2 separate regions of the Mus musculus genome follow, and region 1 is linked to region 2. Evidence: chromatin contacts called from public Micro-C data. All regions are on one chromosome and are shown on one strand. The core of a region is the stretch at or near the end of the contact, and the rest is flanking DNA. Distances in the headings are between cores, read along the strand shown.

Region 1 (2,700 bases), core at 117-2,616, 150 kb after region 2:
TTTTGCTAAACAAAAGCATATACAAAATGACCTCAAATTCCTAACGTATAAGATCCTATTACATTGGCACTCTAAGACATAAAAATGAACATTGATGTCTAATAAGGGGGTTCTTTACATTAAGTAAACACAGCTTCGCTAAAAGTGTAGCATCTTTTTTTTCTTACATTAGTTAATTTACAATTCCTGTTTAGTAATCTCTGCAAAGAAAGGCATGCCCAATGAATACTCTGTTCTGGCTTTTGTTGTAGGGACAGAGGTGACAGTAGTAATGAGTAGCATTTGACAGGGGAAATCCATGGCTGTCCAAGCAAGGTCACCTAATCCTGTGGATCTCCATTCCCCTTATCTATAAAAGATGAGTTGAACTCGATGATCCATCCATTCCACCATTCAAATAAAACACAGACATCCATCATACGCCCAGACTAAGTCAACATTTCAGCTTTTTAACAAGTCTATCATCATTTTATAATTTTATTAGACAACTCACATTTATCAGTAGTGTTAAAACCAGGCAGAGAACTAGGTTGTTAAACGAATAAAATCCAAGGTGCGCTAAACAGAAGCATGTGGGTAAAAGAGGAATTCGTTGTTCCGGGGCTTTAGGGTGAGGCTTTATAGATGTGACATTAGAGGAAGGACATGCCAAGGCGAGCGAGTCATCAGCCAAGGCTAAACTGGAACCCGGGATGGGGAAGGTGCGGGCGAGACCGTGAGAAGGAAGCGGGATCTAAAAGGACTAAGCGCTGTCTGGATTTTTTTTTTTTTTTTTTTTTTTTTTTTTTTTTTTTTGCAGCAGAGAGCGGACTACAACTCCTCCAGTCCGCCGCACTGCTGGGGGAAGCAAGCCCTGAAGAGAGGCTCTAGCAAAGCTTGTGGCGAGAAATGTCTAGGTTAGCTGGGGCTGGAAAGGAGGGGCCTCCCTGCAAACGCGGGCACGAGCACCGCGACAGCGCTGACTTGTTTTCCCCTGAGTTGCAGCACTCCTGTCCTTGGCTCCCACCATCATCGCCGACTGTCACACCTCCCCGCCCAACCCTCTGGAGACCCACGGAGTCACTGGCGCTCGGAATCAGCCCCTTTGCGGTGCGGACCATCCTTTAGCCTGCACCACGGGGTCAGCTAAGGGCGCCGCGGAGCCCCATCACCCTGCCACGGAAGGAGCCAGGACAGCCGCGCGCGCCGCGTCCCGGCAGCACAGCCCGAAGTACGCAAGCGCGCTGGCCACAGCCTAGGCCGCTTCCGGGTCACGTGGCCAGACTTCCGGCCCTCGCCACGCCTACCCTGCGGTTATTTGACCAATCGGCTTCTCGTTCTTGCCGGCAACAGCGCTCACTCTAGAGGCGGTTGGCGCCCCCTCGGCAGCTTGGCGCGCGGTCTCCGGTCCGCCTCTCCGCTCGCCGCAGCCCGGGCTCCTCCTCCGTCCAGCCTCCAGGGCGGGATCTGTCGGCTCGCCCTACCCTCGCAGCCTAAGCCTGCCCTCCACCAGACGGGTCCCCTCCCCGCGGCACCACGGCTTCCCTTCCACAGCACGGCGACGGGGGCTTCCCCTCAGCAGCTGCCGGCGCCTCAGTCTCCGCGGCCAGCCCAGCTCCGCCGCGTCCGCGGCCCGCCGCCGCCGTAAGTGCTGAAGGAGTCCGCTGAGCTGGCAGGGATGGAAAGAGGGAGTGATGGCTGGGACGCGCCCCCCGCCGCCCCGTGAGCGCCCCGACGACCCCACCCCGAGTCCTCCCGGGGCGCCGCGCCCCGAAACTCACTTCTGCCGGCGGTAGCGCTCCGCTCTCCACTCGGCAGCGCGCCGGTGATGCAGGGGAACCGGTCCTAGGTTCCGCGGGGACCCCGCGGCACCTGTGGTTCGCTGATCGCCTCAAGTTTGACGGGGCGTTTTGGGGAGGGGCTGGGGTGACGGCGACCGAGGACTTGGCGCCCCTGGCGGGCCAGCGGATGCCATTGTCTCTGCTCCACTCCTTGCCGGTCACCTCGCCCAGCTTTGGGTACTGATGGAGTGTAGTCCCGGGAGGAGGGGAGGCGTCCGAGACTGCGGGACCCCAGGGATGCTGGACCAGAGCCCACTCCAAGGCTGAGCTCATTGTTGGGTTTTTTGTTTTGTTTTGTTTTGTTTTTGTTTTAATACCAATCTGGAGAAATTGTTGTCCCGGGATTTGCGGCAAAAATCAAAGCGAGGGAAAAGGAATACTTGTGCCGCGGGTTTCGTCCCATGTTAGCACATCATTTGTTTTGAGGAAAATGCTTGGTTTCTTCGTCCTCCAAAGTGGTAGGGCGGATACTGGACCCCGCTACAGATAGCCTAGAGCACACCCCAGTCATTAGCAAACCATCTCTCCTGGTCAAGATTTAAGAAAACCGATCGGTCCCTTCCCCAAGTTCTGATAACGGTTTGCGTTCAATGTCCAGTTCTTTCGATGCCGTTCTTTTCGATGCCGCTGTCTTCAGGACTTACAAGGGTGGCACTTTGCTCTCAATGAATTATATAGTGTTGTGTGGGGTAATAGCCAATTTTAACTTTATTAAAGTTAAATGGCTACGCCATAAATATCCGGATGTTTTCTTGATGCCTTTTTGGGATATTGCGAGGTGGATTTCCTGTCTAGAGCCAATTTGATTTTATATTAGTTACGTAAATTCCTCCTCCGGGTGTTCAAATTTAAGGTTGTGTGGTGAATATTAAGAATCGCC
Region 2 (2,700 bases), core at 134-2,633:
GCCACCCCACCCAGCCCCACATACTATCTCTTCCCTTGCTCCTCCCCATTCCTGATCCCCACCCTCTTTTCTTCTCTCCCATCCCTCCCCACTCCTCTTCTGTCCTCTTCCTTCCCCCTCCCTGATCCTCTTGTCCAAGGGACTAAGTTTTAACATAATTTCGATTTGTAATGAAAGAAAAACTAAAAGGTCAGACTGATCACTTTTATTTAAAACATCAAGTTATTGAAGGGATGTTTTAATGTAAATTGTCCCTTAGGAACAATTGTAGAAATGAGTACAGTCCCTCTAGATGTTGACGTGGAAGGACTCTTCAATGGCGATCTGAAATTGGGTTTCCTCATCCAGCTGAAGATTCACGAAATCTCCGTAATCAAACTGATGCCTCTGATTAAGGTGACTAACAAAATTTCTGGTGAGTTGAGGCGGGTCGCCCCATGGAAGAGATAGGCAAATTGGGCAAGTGACTGAAACGACACGACCTCGGTGGCTGCTGTTGCAATGATCCAGCAAACGTTGCCTGCTCATGGTTACTTCTTCACACAGAGGACAATCGAAGGTGGGCTCATCAGGTGGGCTTGCGTTCTCTTCCTCTTCTTGTAAAACCTCAGCATTCGCTGAGGCCGGTGCCTCGTTGTTACTGTTGCCCACGGAGTTTGGAGACTGTTGGAAGCTTGAAACAGATGTAGAAACTCCAAATTCATCCTGGTACTTTTCGCAAGTTTTGTAGTGCTGCCTCATACGATAGAGTTCAACGCGCTGGGAACAGCATCGGCAATTACCAGGAAAATGTCTCATGATGGTTTCGAGGTCTACAGCCCTCACTGGACAAGCTCTTTCTCTTCTAGTCACATTTCCACGGCACAGGGGGCAGTGGAGCCGGCTCTCCTTCATTGCACTCAGGAAACATTTTCTGCAGAAAACATGCTTACAGGCCGCGACCCGAACTGGCGTTTTGAAGACTTCTTGGCATATCGGACAGTAGAAATCATCTTCAGTATAAGACGTGGTGGAGGCAGATTCTTCCTCGGCCATAGTGGCGACCGGTAGAAGCCCAAGGCGATGGCGGCTCGCGGCTGCCAAGGTGGCGGTGGCGGCTCAGAGCTCCCCTCCGGATCCTCTCCAAGCAGCGCTTTGGGTCAAGCTCTCTCCGCGGCAGATCCGCAGACAGGTGGTCCCCTGCTGCAGTCCGATTTCAGCGCCTTTCTGTCCAGCAGTTGAGTGAGCTTCAGACCACTGGATCTCCAGCGAATGACGGGTGATGCTCTGTTCTTATGAGCCTCAGAACCCGCCAGACCCGAAGCTCATGGTGATGGAGATACCTCCTATTCAGCCATCAGTTGAGAGGTAACTGCTGCCTGCCAGGCTGGTTGGTCACTGCAGAGTGGATAGCCACAGGAGAGCCGGAGGCGGGGTCAATAGGACGGCCTCCATAGCAACCAGCGCGTCGCGCCTTCAGCTGGTTGTGACGTAAGCTGCCAGGTCCGCTTACTTTACCAAGTTTTTTTTTGTTTGTTTGTTTTCTGTTTTTGTTTTTAAATCCAGCTGGGCCTAGTGGCGCAGGCTTGTAATCCTAGCCATTAAGGGGTGCTGAGGCAGTATGATCGCGAGTTCAAACCCAGACTGAGAGATTTAGGGAGCCCCTGTCTGGGAAGAGTACAAAGAGATCCGCCAGCACAGCTTGGTGATTCGATTGCAAGCGCAAGCCGCTGGATTTAATCCCTACGTCTTCATAAAGTCCTCCAGGTACCTAAGTGATCATTCTATGTGGACCACTGCTATCAGGCTACTGTGTGTAACAGTATATTGGCTCTCCTGTATATACCACGTTTCTTTACTCTTCAGCGTGCATCATTTAAAATTCCTAAAATTCACTAATTCAGCTTGTCAGTCCTCTCCTTTCATTAATGAGAACTGAGAAACCTCTCAGTCCTTAAACTAGACAGGTGAGGCCCATAGATCCAAAGCAGAAATCTACAAGCTAAATAGCTGACCTCTTACCAGACCCCTGCTTTAGGATTTTTCCCATCTGTTCTACAAAGCCAAGCAAGAAATTGTGTGATGTTAACTGTATATGAGCTTGAGAAATTATCTACTCTGAGGTCCAGGCAGATGAAATATTTTCTCTCATATCACCCAACAAATTAGTGATGTCCTAGATGTTCCGACAAGAGCAAGAGCCTGACCCTTCGCCATCACCATGCACTTCTGAGTTTCTACTCAGTGTCCCTTGTCACCCAGAGCCACTGACAGTGATAGTGCATATCTTCGAGAGACTTTATTTTTATTCACTTAAAAAATTCTCACCCAAGACTTAGCTAAAAATGTAGCTTTTACCTTCATCATTGCTGCCTGTCCTTCCCTGGGCACTCCCCTGAGGGTGCTCAGGTATGCTAAATCCAAAAGGTGAACACAAACACACACACGGGGGGGGGGGAGAAGTGTTGAAATACAAAAGGCACACCAAGAGCCTCTGATTGCTCATCTGTAAAATGGCACCGTGGGCTGCAATTGAAATTGTTCATAGACTTCTGAAAATATCAAGTGAGATGGTATCCCAAACGTGTTCTCCATGGAACTGTTTCCTAGCAAACAGTGTCTTATTAACCAGCTACCCAGTGTGCTGTACATAGATTTCACAACTTACCCACTTCCTGTAGGATGTCTAAAATAATTGGCCCATAATATTTCTAAACTGTA

What was found. Hi-C and Micro-C count contacts between places; a contact is called where the count stands out from the background.
Region 1: a Micro-C map of embryonic stem cells shows a contact between it and region 2, with 3 times the contacts expected there. The contact joins the promoter of Ap1s2 here to the promoter of Rnf138rt1 in region 2. A contact is called at or near these places in 8 of 39 promoter capture datasets (the 3T3-L1 cell line, the C10 cell line, the HPC-7 cell line and 5 more), 1 of 15 datasets of contacts at CTCF or cohesin (pro-B cells), 14 of 484 Hi-C or Micro-C datasets (LSK cells, Sertoli cells, cerebellum and 4 more), 5 of 115 datasets of contacts at active chromatin or transcription factors (embryonic stem cells, forebrain and stem cell-derived neural progenitor cells) and 4 of 9 other capture datasets (adipose tissue, embryonic stem cells, liver and 1 more).

The regions. Positions count from the first base shown.
Region 1 is chrX:163,907,651-163,910,350 of GRCm38.p6, forward strand. It overlaps Ap1s2 (adaptor-related protein complex 1, sigma 2 subunit), which reads left to right and starts at 1,367. Exons shown (of 6, transcript NM_001290379.1): 1 at 1,367-1,623. Gm52456 (predicted gene, 52456) reads right to left here and starts at 1,881. Exons shown (of 2, transcript NR_165469.1): 1 at 1,761-1,881; 2 at 460-1,648.
Region 2 is chrX:163,759,949-163,762,648 of GRCm38.p6, forward strand. It overlaps Rnf138rt1 (ring finger protein 138, retrogene 1), which reads right to left and starts at 1,384. Exons shown (of 1, transcript NM_028842.3): 1 at 191-1,384. The coding sequence starts at 1,035. The coding sequence ends at 289.